2 separate regions of the Mus musculus genome follow, and region 1 is linked to region 2. The links are chromatin contacts, called in public HiChIP or PLAC-seq maps. All regions are on one chromosome and are shown on one strand. The core of a region is the stretch at or near the end of the contact, and the rest is flanking DNA. Distances in the headings are between cores, read along the strand shown. Region 1 overlaps Cmah (cytidine monophospho-N-acetylneuraminic acid hydroxylase). Region 2 holds the start of H4c2 (H4 clustered histone 2).

Region 1 (6,112 bases), core at 2,317-4,816, 650 kb after region 2:
ACTACAAACTTCCTACTTTTGCTTTCTGAGTGCTGGGATTATGGATATATGCTACCAGGCCTTTCAGAAAACAAATTATGTTGCTTAATTATATTATTATTATTATTTAAATTGGCAACTTGAAACAAGACAAGATTATTTGGGACAGGACACACTAGTTTATCATAAAACCGTTTAGGTTTTTAAGTTACAGGAAGAATGCATTTAAAAACACATTTTATTTAAATTTACTTAATGTATTTACTCTTTATAATTACTTGTAGGCCTCCCAAGATATCATCATGTAACAGTCAAGACTTTATCTATCTATCTATCTATCTATCTATCTATCTATCTATCTATCTATCTATCTATCTATCTATTTATTTATTTTACCAGTATAAGCCCTTAGAGCTTGCTGTTCCTGAAGCAGAAAACACTGGCTATTCCACTGTTAAGTATGAAACAGATAAGTATGATCCGGATTGACTGCTAGCCTAGGCAAAACAGTTGTTATCAATAAAACAATTATGAGCATGGTATCAACTTTTGATGGCCTATTCAGAACTGTGTCTTCAAGACCCAGGATTCAAGATGCTGAAAGAACGGGGCAAATTGTAGTTTAATGGTGTAGAAAAACTTACTTCAATTTCAGTACACTTCTATATATGAATGTAGCAAAAAAAAAAAAAAAAAAAAAAAAAAAAAAAAAAAAAGCAATAATGCAAGGAAGGTTGAGTTCAGAAAAACATGGCCAGAAAAAAACATGATCAGAAAAATATGTAAGTAAATGCCAGAAAGCACATACTAAATATTAACAGAGCAGCCCGTTCCCAGAACTGCCTCAGGACAGACTGATGTAAACACAATTGCCTGGTGTGTATCTTCCCAGGTATAATCTGGGAAAGCAAGGCAGAAGGCCATATCCGGATTCAGAGTACACTGACCAGATTGGGTTCTATAGCTATGTTCTCATATTTAACAAGAATGAACCTCTCTTATACAGTAAATGTAAATGCTTGTCACAGGAGGCACAAAATCATGTTCAAGGACAATCCAGGGGACAAAATGCACCTGAGGTAAAAGGCCATCTCCCTTTTTTCCTGGAGCTTTTCTCACAGTCCCCCAAGGCATTGTTTATCATGGGTCCCTTCGATGTTTGATCTGACAGTAGGCAGGGTGCGGGGTTGGGAATATGTACACTACACATAGTGTATAGGTGCCCAAAGAGGCCAGAAAAAGGGGTACAATCACCTGGAGTTACAGCCATTGTGAGCTACCAGAGGTGAGAGCTGGGAACAAAACTCAGGTCATCTGGAAGAGCAGGAGTCACATCTAACTGTCACATCTAACTGTTGAAAGGTCTCTCTAGTTGGCAACTAAAAAAAATCTTTACTTTTCTTTCAGCAACAAACTTAAATTATCATATTTCCAAAACTATGCTCACATAGCTAAGAATGGTAGCTTTGATCCCAAACAGGTAAATCTCTAAGGAACAGTCAGTGATACCTAGAGAGACCCTGTCTCAATAAAACCAGAAATAAAAATTTATATATAAAATATAAAATAGAAATAAATTGGAAAATTGTATAAACACACATATATTTAAATCATGTGAATTAAAGGGCATTTGTGCTAAATTTACACTTTAGTGGGTGCTGATTTATCTATAAGCTAATTTGGAACTATACAAACAATATGCAATCATAAGCACACAGGCAGATATGATATACGATACGTACCTGTACACATACATAAGAATAGTCAAAGCCCCAAGATTTCATAGCTTCACTTAGAATCATCATTTGCTAATTTTCAGAAAGTTAAACCCGTGGCGATGTGACTGCTTCCTTCAGGGACCTAGGCAATCAATCTTTAATCGCAAATGTATTCCTTCAAACATAGGTCTTTTTGCAAAAGAAAATAATAGTATGTACATCTAAAATATCAGAGCATAATGTAAATATCATTGAGAAGGCTTTAAAAGTCCAATGTGGCAAAAAAAAAAAAAAAAAAAAAACAAAACCCAAAATCTGGGGCATGTTCTAGATACTTCAGTGAGTTTCTTTTGCAGTTAGATAGTACTGGGATTAAAGGCGTGTACTGTTGCGGCCAACCAGCAGCTCGAAACGAACGGTTCAACTGAGATGGCAGCTCGGGCTGAAAGAGAGGAACTAGACGGACAGAAGAAAGAACGGAGCCAAGTCAAAAGCAACTCTGATCAAAGCTCAATTTTACTAAATCAGCACGCAGTTATGTAGGAGAGGAAGGGGGGGCCGATTCCCGCCAAATAGTCTGGGGGACCAGTAGCAGGGTGACCACGTGGATGGCTCCAAACAGCAAAGCGGCAGGTTCCAGCAGTGGGCGTGGCAGAACGATTGAGCAGGCAAGCTCCATCCAGGTGTAAACAGAGGAACCCTAAAGCTGGGGGAGGGGAGGCTACAGTGTACCACCAAGGTGTCTCATGCAATTAATTTTTGAAATGGTCGGTTAAATGTCAAAGGTCCTATTTTGGTAGCAGTGGCACAGCTAAGTGACAGAACCCCTATGATCCTGTTGCTGTCTGTGTGGGTAGCAAGAAGCGAGTGGACATTGACTGCTGCCTGACTGTCCTGGTGCTGGCCCTGCCACACTCCTGGTGGCCCTGGGCACAGAACTCTGTTACCTTGCACATCAGGTGTGCTGTCTTCTCACTGCAAAGCTCAGGGTGGCCATGAACAGATGACAACAGAAAATGTTATTGTAATAGTGGGTGGGAAGCAGCAACGTTGTACAGCAGTCACTGGAAGATGCTTACATAGTCTGCCCGAAGTTGGGACACATTGAAAAGCAAGTTGAGTTTACTGCTCAGAGAGTGTGAATGCTTCCAGTGAATGCTCCTCTGCTGGGAGAAGTAACTGTAGTTAATGAAGTGTTTGCAGAGCATCTGTTATGTCAGATGATCAAGATGATGCCATGAGGCCCTTGACTCATTGCTGAAGGGAGCACGTGTAAAATCCATTGGGGAGTTTCTATGCTACCCTCAAATATATGGGGTGAAGTAACTTGCTCCAGCATGCTTGCCTTCAAATAGTAGTGGATAGACAGGCTAAATGATCTTTATCATTCCCCTCTCTTTCTCCCCCTCCTCCTCTTCCTCCCCCCTCTCTTTCCCTCCTCCTCTCCCCCTCCCCATCCCTGTTCCTCCCCCTCCCTCCCTTCCTCCCTTCCTCCCCTCCTCTCTCTCTCTCTCTCTCTCTCTCTCTGTGTGTATGTGTGTGTGTATGTGTGTGTGTGTGTGTGTGTGTGTGTGTGTGTAACCTCCTCTCAATAGTATTGCTAGGAAAAAAAAACAGCTTCTGTAATGAGAATTCTGGTTTCTTTAAAGACTCAGTTATGCTATGTGAATATGTTTTTGTTTTAATCCCAGGTGTGGAATAAGAGGCTGTGTCACAGCAGGTGATTATGACTTTCCTCTTGCACTACCAGGGGCATGATTCTTGCCAGTTGCAGATAGTTAAATTCTGAGGACTCTGGAGAAGGTATAAACAGAAGAGCCCCAAGGGCCTGTGGTGGCTGCTGCTTCCTGCTGTTGCTTTTAATAGATTGCTGGTTTACCATTGTTGGGTTTCTGGACATTGATATTCTGACAAGGAAGATCTCTGTCTTGCCCCTAGAGACCAGATGCCTCTAATTAGCAGGAAGCAGCCTAAGGAGATCCATGCCTGACCTACCCAGTGCTGTGGGGTTGAAAGGGTTAGAGTGTAATAAGGATTGAAAGAGTGGTAGATAGAAGAATTCAATGAAATAGCAATATATACGTGTGTGTGTGTGTGTGTGTGTGTGTATGTGTGTGTGTGTGTGTGTGTGTGTTGTGCCAACAAACTTCCTAATGGGTGCAGGTAAACATTATGCACTTCTCTTTTGATCATGCCTTAGACTCAGTCTTTGGACCAGGGACTAGGCTTTGTTATTCAGAATTCAAGGTATTATCTACAGTAAAAAGTGCTTCTAAGAATTCTGTATTTTGGGATAGCAATGTTATTATAAGTCTCACATAATTTGGGGTGTTTTGTTTTGTTAGGTTTTTTGCTTTTGTTTGAGAAAGAGCCTTGAATTTATAGAAACCCATATGCCCCTACCTCCTAAGTTCTAGGATTAAAGGCTGCTCCCAACACATATAATATTGTAACTTGTCTATGTCTACCCCTGGGTTTATGTCAAAAGACTTAACAATCTTCCCATTGAAAATGTCTGGGTTGGGCTGGAGAGATGGCTCAGGGGTTAAGAGCACTGACTGCTCTGCCAGAGGTCCTGAGTTCAATTCCCAGCAACCACATGGTGGCTCACAACCATCTGTAATGGGATCTGATGCCCTCTTCTGGTGTGTCTGAAGACAGTGACAGTGTACTCATATAAATAAATCTTTTTTTAAAAAAAAGAAAATGTCTGGGAGTGGAATAAATTGTATGCTATACAGTGTGATATGAAGGACTACTGCCTTAAGCTCACAATATGTTGCACTGGCTGCTGCTCTTTTATGCAAAGCAAGAGGCTTGCAGAACAAGAAGAAACAAAATATACATCTTCTCCATTAAAAAAAAAAATCATGAAAGTTACAGGTTAAGTATAGCTCTCCTGCCTAATCAGAGTAGCTTCTTTTTAGTAGCAGATGGAGACTATTATGGAGATCTGCAAGTTGGTCAAAAGGCAAAGAATAAATGGTACTAAGATGCCCATCCCAATCTGTGCATCTACAATGCAAACCTGATAACTACGGCTTAGAGAACATCATGGAAGGAGCAGGCAGAAAGATTGCAAGAGCCAGAGGTCCAGGACACTTGCAGCAAGATCTCCTTGACAAGATCGAGAAGTGGTATCTATGAAATCTTATCAATATGGTTGTCTAATGAAGACTTGCATAAGGACAGCACCAGGTGACATGCTAGCACAGATATGGAATTTCCCAGGGCTCCACCCCTAGGAGAAGAACTACAGGCAATAGTGGCTGCAGAGAGCAGAAGAATTTATCTCTCCAGGGATGATCTCCCTGATAGGTTTTCTAATCTGAAGTGGTCAGCCCTAAATACGTGTATATATTGGGTGTATAATCTATATCTGTCTATGTAACAATAATAAACAAGGATCATGAATTTGGGAGGGAGTAAGGAGAAGTAAGGGAGAACTTGGAGGGGGCAGAAGGAGAGGTAGAAATAATGTAAATATAGTACTCATGTATAAAATTCTTTAAAAAGCAAAACATCTAAATTTAAAAAATCATATTTTGATAACAGATTTAAGTGAGTCCTTTTGCGGGCAACCAGAACGGAGAATTTGTTCACTCTCTTAGACCTCGTCTGAAGCTTTTTCTTGATAGGTCTCTATGATTACCCTCTCCTCCCAGATACAAACTCTCTCTAACCACACCAACCTGTGAGGAGGTTTTCCAGCCCCAAGACTTTAAGGTTAAGATGCAATTTTTACACTTTTAGTTAGCCACGGCATGCCATTCTAATCTACCCAGTCCTTAGGTACTCTGTCATCAGTCTTGTTCACCAACTCTGTCCAGCACTGTCCATCAGTCTAGGGGAGATTTCTTAGTAGAAGGCTTGGAACATCTTCAAAAATCCATCTAGAAACCCAGTGGCAGGCCCCAAGAAGCATTCTCCCTTGGGATAAGTTTCTGGTACTACAGGAGCTCCTGGAGAGACTATGTTTTTATCTGGAGTTGGGTAGCAGAAGCCCAGAGTTAACAAGCAGAACATCCTATGGGAGATGTTGCATGTAGCTTTTCACTACCCCACCTAAGCTCTGGAATTGGGTCATGTCACCAGCCCCCTCCCAGCTCCCCTTGAATCTACGGATAACACACACACACACACACACACACACACACACACACACAAGCACACACATATACAGAGTTGTTTATTTTCAACAACTGAACAACTGTTGGCAATTGCTGGGTACTACTACCTCCCACCTAGAAAATCATACCTTTAATAATATCTTTATCTCTGCTCCTCTCACCTTTCCTAAACTTCAGGCCCACAGTCAGTAAGCAGATGAGACATGAATGACAGAGCTCAGCTCAGTTTCTTTTTTTATTTTATTTTATTTTATCTTATCTTATTATTTTATTTAAATTTTTTTA
Region 2 (6,770 bases), core at 1,195-3,694:
TTCCAATGCATAGTTTCAATTTTTCTGAGCTATATATTGTTTTTTAATAAAAATTTTAAATAACTCAAACAAGCTTCTGAAATTACATCTTACTTAGCATCACTTAATTGCATAGACTCTGCTCAGTTTATAAATTATCACCATGTACTTAAAAATCTTTTAAGGATTTGTTGTTGTTTTTGTTCTTAGGAAGTAGTATGGTCTAATATCCCCCTATTCTCTCTATAGAGCAGGAAAAACAAAAACAAAACACAAATAAACTGATTTTCAAATTTTGCTAAAATAATATTGATCTTCCTTTAGTGTTCTACTATACCTTCCTCTCTGCACTCCACTTGGAATAAAAACACTTTTTTAAAAAATTGGGTCTTTCTTTATGGTAACTTATAGCTTTGTATTATATAACTTGTAAGTTATATAAAAAAAAATATGTTTTTGCCAAATCCATCCTAAAGCCCAGGTGGAGGGTCTAACTGTGAAGTTTTACCTTGCTATATATATGTAATTAAACAGATAGTATGCATTTGAGATCTATAGTAAACATGATTTCTATCCTCCAGGAACTGCACACAGAATGATATCAGGCACATGATAATGTTTACAGCTAGTACTCTTGAAGAAAACAGTTTTGTTATGGATATTTGTATGAAAGTTCAAGGCTCTTAAAGACAACTTGGAAGTCAAGTTTTAAGATCTGCTGTTTAGATTACAAGTTTTAACAATAAAAATCATACACAGTGGCACAAACCTGCTACTTAGCTGAGGAGACTGAGGCCAGAGAATTGCAACTTCCATCTAGGGTTACATAGCAAGGATCTTTCAGGGAAAAAGGAAGAAGGGGAAGAGAAGTGGGAGGAGGAGGAAAAGAAGTGGGGGGAGGAGGAGGAGGAAGAAGGAGAAGATGGACTAGAAATAGAAAATGGAAAGAAAAAGAGCACAGAAAGACAGAAGTTAGCAGTGGGCCTTACAGTGTTGACTGGGAGAGGCAACTTCCGAGTATTCAGAGTGTCTTAGTAAAATTAAACATATGCAAAATAAGTGAATGGAAATTCATAAACTGAGCTGTAGCATGGCTGCATTGTGATTGTTAATTCACCTTGGGAAATGGACCAACAGTTCTTAAATCTTCACCCATGAAATACAAAACAAGATCTGTCACTATACTTCATTACATGCTGTAATAAAATGTAATCCTTATACACATTTGGTGATACTGATAGTGTGTTGGAAATAATAACCTGATAAGGAAATACTTCTAGGAAGAGTATTAAAATAGTGTTTATTTGGGGTTTCTATTGCTGTGATAAAACACTACTATCAAAAGCAACTCAGGCAGGAAAGGGTTTATTAGGCTTACAGTTCTGCATCACTGTTCATCACTGAAGGAGGTGAGGAATAGGAAATCAATCAGGGAAGGAACCTGGAGGCAGGAGCTGGTTGCAAAGGCCATGGAAAGGTGCTGCTTACAGACTTGCTCTATGTTGACCCTCCCCCCAGCCTGTTTTCCTGTAGAACACAGGCCCACCAGCCCAGGAACCGCACCACCTACAATGTGCAGGACCCTTCCCTCATAAGGCACTAATTAAGAAATCCTCTACTGATTTGTCTACAGATTCATTTTATGGAGGAATTTTTTCAAATGAGGTTCCTCCTGTATGATGGCTCTAGTTTGTGTCAAGTTGGAATAAAACTATCCAGCACAAATAGTAACAGGTAAAAATATTTATGTAGTACTTCTTTGAAACAATCTCTTCTAATGTAGTACCCAAGCAAACAAACTGTGGGCACCATTATCAGACAAGTTTTATAAGTATAAAGGGGGAACAGGAAAATGACCAGTTCCAATATCTCTGAATTCATTACTTTGAACGAGAGCATACACTGTGTAGGGGTGGCAAAATAGAATACAAGCATCATGCAGTTTTCCCGCTCTAATAAAAAATATAGCAATCCAAACCAGCAATGAATGGATTCCAGACAGGGAATAGCCAAGTGCATCTATATGACTAGGCAAAGGGGCTTGACCTATGTTGACAAGTAGAATTTTAATAAATTCTACTTATACCGATTCTATTTCAATTTCTATTAAAAAAATTCTCTTGTAATTTATTTTTAAAAGTATCTTTCACATTTGAATTTTTAGGTTTTAAGAAACAATAATCACATGGTCTTTTGGCACCTGTTGAATTTTTTAAAAAGATGTTTTAAACCTAAATACTTTACAGGGGTATTTGTTTTAATCCTCCAGGTACTGGTCCATAAAAATGTAACTCCTTGCTAAAATCCTTATAGAACAATATAACATATAATAAAAGCAGTATACTCAAATCTGGGGAAACCTGAGAGACTCCATGTCTGCATGTGCCCTATACAGTACTCCAGAGTCACCGCCCTGAAATGGGCTGAGCAAAAGAAGCCTTTGGTCCCCGCCCACTTGAAGTTCTCAACCAGGTCCGATAAGAGCCTATAATAACACAGCGAATTCTTAGTTCACCAGCTTCCTACTGAAAGCTTGTAAGAATTTAACTATGTCTGGTCGCGGCAAGGGAGGAAAAGGCCTGGGCAAAGGTGGCGCTAAGCGCCATCGCAAAGTGCTGCGCGACAACATCCAGGGCATCACCAAGCCCGCCATCCGCCGCCTGGCCCGGCGCGGGGGAGTGAAGCGCATCTCCGGCCTCATCTACGAGGAGACCCGCGGTGTGCTGAAGGTGTTCCTGGAGAACGTGATCCGCGACGCCGTCACCTACACGGAGCACGCCAAGCGCAAGACCGTCACCGCCATGGACGTGGTCTACGCGCTCAAGCGCCAGGGCCGCACCCTCTACGGATTCGGGGGTTAAGGGACTAAAGCGATTTTCTTAACTGTTACAAAAGGTCCTTTTCAGGACCACTCACTGAATTCCTTAAAAAGCTGTGCATTTTGCTCCCTCACCCTTCCCCCACACTGGCAGCGGCCCTCACTAATAGCTTCAGCTTTAACTCAGGCTGTGGATAGTCAGCATAGTTGAGATTCCCCACCCCCACCCCTCCAGGCTGAATTTGTGCACAAAGTACAGCCTCACCTTGTACAAATTGTTAAAAGTAGGACACTTCAAGGCTCTTTTCTCAGGATTGGTTCAAGGACGGTTAAACAGTCTTGAAAACCTGGAATTTTGGGGAAAGGTGTTAGAACCTCTAGGTTCAACGACTCATTACCACCGCCTGAAAATAACCTTGGGTAGGTGAACAAAGGTAACCATCCAGATGAGAATTTACTAAAGAAACAGGCTCATCGGGTCCTGGAGGTAAAAACAATTGAGTAAAGAGTGAAGCTTTGATACACATGATGTTTTCTTGACCAGCCCTTTCAAACAGTTCATTAAAACAAATATTGACATAAAATCTACATCGTATTAATTACTACAGGTAATGCCAGGATAATATAAAATGTAAGGATGTGTAATACAGGTTATTTTGTATATACCACTGACACCATGTACAGGGCTTCAACATTTTCATATAGTGGTATGGGTCTTTAATTCTGTTCCCATGAATTTTGACAGTCGACTAAATAGTGAAACTAAATGAGATTAATGGCATAAAACACAATGTAGTGTAACATTTGTAGCGTGAAGAAACAAACTGATTTACATCCAAAACGAAGTTTTAGCCAACACACTACACACTGACCAACAGCTGTCATCCCAGTACTCCAGAAATGGATGCAGAAGTCAGCATATGTTCTGTGCCATTCAGAGACTCAGAAATGATAGTATATGCCAGTATGTGTTATATACTCTTAGTTCTTGGACCCTTTCATCAGCCCTAGAACTGCATCTTGTTAACAATGGAACACTAAAAAAAATACACAATTGTTGTTAATAGCACAGGGTAGAACTATTCAGGCATTTGTGATTAACTCTCTTTTCTGTAGCCTCTTTGTTAAAACACTTTTCTTCCTGCTATAACGCATAGGTACTGTAAAATAGTTTATGTTCAAATATAACTCCATGGCCTGCTTGAGATGCTAGAACCAACCATCTTGCTGCAGTGTCAAAATCTATAACAGTGTCTGCTTCTTGCCACTCAACATCCCAGCAGAATTAGAATTTTGCTCAAGTAATTCTGAGTTACCATACTAGTCACAATAAATAGTGCTGCCTTAAAAAACACAGTTCTCATTTCAAATAGAATTAAGAGATGTTTTACTTGAGAGCTAAATATGAATGCTCATGGCCTAGGAACACAAATTCAGATTCTTCCAAGTACTGTAGTTTGCTTTGGGAGTGTTCCATGACATTTTACTAGTTATACTTGACTTTTTTTAATATTATTGTTTTAGATGGTTTGCCTACATGTATTTCTGTGCCTCTTTTATGATTGGTACTCAGAGACCAGCAGTGGGAACTGGGACTCCTGGGACTGCAGTTACAAGAGATTTTGAGACACCATGTGGGTGCGGGTGCGGGTGCGGGTGCTAGGAATCAAATGTAGGTCCTCTGGAAGAGCAGCCAGTGCTCTTAACCACCGAACCATCTGTTCACTCTTCTTTTATCTTTTAAATTTTACATTTAAAAAATTATTTTGTGATCTTGTGTGTGTGTTAGTGTACACATACGAAAGCATACGTGTGGGTATCAGAGGATAACTTAGGAAAATTGAGTCTCTCCTTCTAGCTCCAAGAGCTTAAATTCAGGTCTTCAAGCTTGGCAGCAACTTTATCAGATAAATCATGTCACTGAGTTCTTTTGTCTTGGTATATAAATCATGTTAGCCTGGAACTTACTATGTAGCCCAGTCTCATCTTAAATTCATGACCTATATGAAGGGTTTTTAAAGTGAATATACATCATGAATCATTTTATGCACATCCCCAGGCAAAAGCCACACTATGGTGCTGCCATAATTAATTCCTCAATTAGGAATGACAATTGGTAATGTAAGGAAAAGTGAGAGGTTCCTATCCACAGTAGAGGTCCACCAAGGAGATATATATGTTAGGAATATTTTGGAAAAAGGCCAAGCCACCTTAAAGGCCCACGTGATTACTGCGATCCAAGATCTGCATCTACATGACATTTACTGCTCATGAGAATCCATTGTTTTCTGCTGGCCTCAGGGAGCGGCTGGCACATTACCTAATAGCAAAGAAATACCTCCCAAAGGAATTTAGAGGAGGGATAAAATGATCAATCACCATCAAGAGAGATCACATTTTCTTGTTCTTCTGTCTGCTCTCCTCCTGAAACTTTCCAGGATGTATTATCCATGAATTATATGCATTAGTTTAAGATGAAGCTATGCTGAATAGTTCATTTTTCTACCAGAAATTCACGGTTGGAAAACAGGAATTCCCAAATCAAGGAGAGATACTTAGACCTAGCTAATAGCGACAGGATGAGGTTCAAAACTCTCCTTTTTAAATGATGACTAAAATAAAGACAATCGAAAGAAAAAATACATAGACAACAAAACCACAAGAAGATGAAGATGGAGGAGGAAGGCAAAAAAGTGCCAGCAAGCTGGGTGTGGTGGTAAACAGTAATGCTAGAACTTGGGTGAAGGATCAAGTTGTCTAGGCCATTCATTGCAGGAAAAGTTATTTTCCTATTTTCAGTCACAAAGTGAGCTCACATCCCCTTCACCTGTGCTCTCAAACTGTCACTGCTTCACCCCAAAATTGTAGCAGCTTTCCTCAATCTGCCTACACTGGCCAATCACATTAACAAAAATCAGACTACAGGAAGCTATTCCAAGAACACCCCTGCCTTTACCAACCTTGGCCACGGGGTGAAGCTGTAAAGGGGGTCATGAAATGGAAGCTACTATACTTACACGGCATTAGAGTTCTCAAATACAATGCCATTTATCTTAGTTGTGTAATCACCATGTTAAGACATGAATCCGCTGGGACTCTGCCTGTTCTGAGAAAGAGAAACAAAACAAAACAAAAAACAATTTTTGCCATTGCATTGTTGGCAAAAAGGCCACATCTCAGGGCAAATGGTTGAGAATTATGAGGAATGTTTAGTTCTGCCTTACATGGACTTTACTTGAACCCCGCCCGGACTTACAGACGTTTTTAATGTGGTTAGATGAGAACCATGCTTAACTGCTTTCCTATCCCTCACTCAGGCTTTCCTCAAGGAACAGAGTTTAGCTGCGCACACTTAATAAGGCAGTATTTCTTTTCCAAGAAAATGGTGCAAACTTGACCTTACAATTCTCCAAAGGCACTCAAGGTTTATTTACTCAATTTCTCTATATTCTGAGATGCCCAAGCTGTTAGGTGGTTCAGTATTACAGCGCTTTTTCAGGGAATGTGGGCGGCCCTGAGAAGGGCCTTTGGTTAGAAAATACAAATTAAAAAAGTCTTAGCCGCCGAATCCGTAGAGGGTGCGGCCCTGGCGCTTGAGCGCGTAGACCACGTCCATGGCGGTGACGGTCTTGCGCTTGGCGTGCTCCGTGTAGGTGACGGCGTCGCGGATCACGTTCTCCAGGAACACCTTCAGCACACCGCGGGTCTCCTCGTAGATGAGGCCGGAGATGCGCTTCACTCCCCCGCGCCGGGCCAGGCGGCGGATGGCGGGCTTGGTGATGCCCTGGATGTTATCGCGGAGAACCTTACGGTGGCGCTTAGCGCCGCCTTTGCCCAGGCCTTTTCCTCCCTTGCCGCGACCCGACATGTCTTAGGAAGAATGGAAAATGGAGTCAGAGCTGAGAGTCGGTCCTTTATATAGCTGCTTGGCCTTGATCTCCCACCCCCAACAGAATCACACAAACGAAAACCC

Evidence for each region. HiChIP or PLAC-seq counts read pairs in DNA pulled down with a chosen protein or histone mark.
Region 1: a contact with region 2 is called in an H3K4me3 HiChIP or PLAC-seq map of the 230-238 cell line, with 3 times the contacts expected there. The contact joins the enhancer-like site here to the promoter of H4c2 in region 2. A contact is called at or near these places in 5 of 39 promoter capture datasets (the C10 cell line, cranial neural crest, hippocampal neurons and 1 more), 4 of 484 Hi-C or Micro-C datasets (CD4 T cells, CD8 T cells, large pre-B cells and 1 more) and 4 of 115 datasets of contacts at active chromatin or transcription factors (the 230-238 cell line, bone marrow-derived macrophages, large pre-B cells and 1 more).

Annotation. Positions count from the first base shown.
Region 1 is chr13:24,399,690-24,405,801 of GRCm38.p6, forward strand. The region is part of intron 2 of Cmah (cytidine monophospho-N-acetylneuraminic acid hydroxylase); the gene reads left to right. Among named protein-coding and RNA genes, the nearest start is that of Gm11342, 27 kb to the left of the region's middle. Within about 2 kb of position 3,567, at least 35 of the 459 cell types and tissues checked have an H3K27ac peak or open chromatin away from gene starts, as enhancers often do. A contact at or near this core is called in the 230-238 cell line, CD8 T cells, bone marrow-derived macrophages and 2 more, where this site is marked.
Region 2 is chr13:23,754,493-23,761,262 of GRCm38.p6, forward strand. H4c2 (H4 clustered histone 2) reads left to right here and starts at 2,445. Exons shown (of 1, transcript NM_178193.2): 1 at 2,445-2,894. The coding sequence starts at 2,529. The coding sequence ends at 2,840. It overlaps H4c1 (H4 clustered histone 1), which reads right to left and starts at 6,757. Exons shown (of 1, transcript NM_178192.2): 1 at 6,303-6,757. The coding sequence starts at 6,665. The coding sequence ends at 6,354.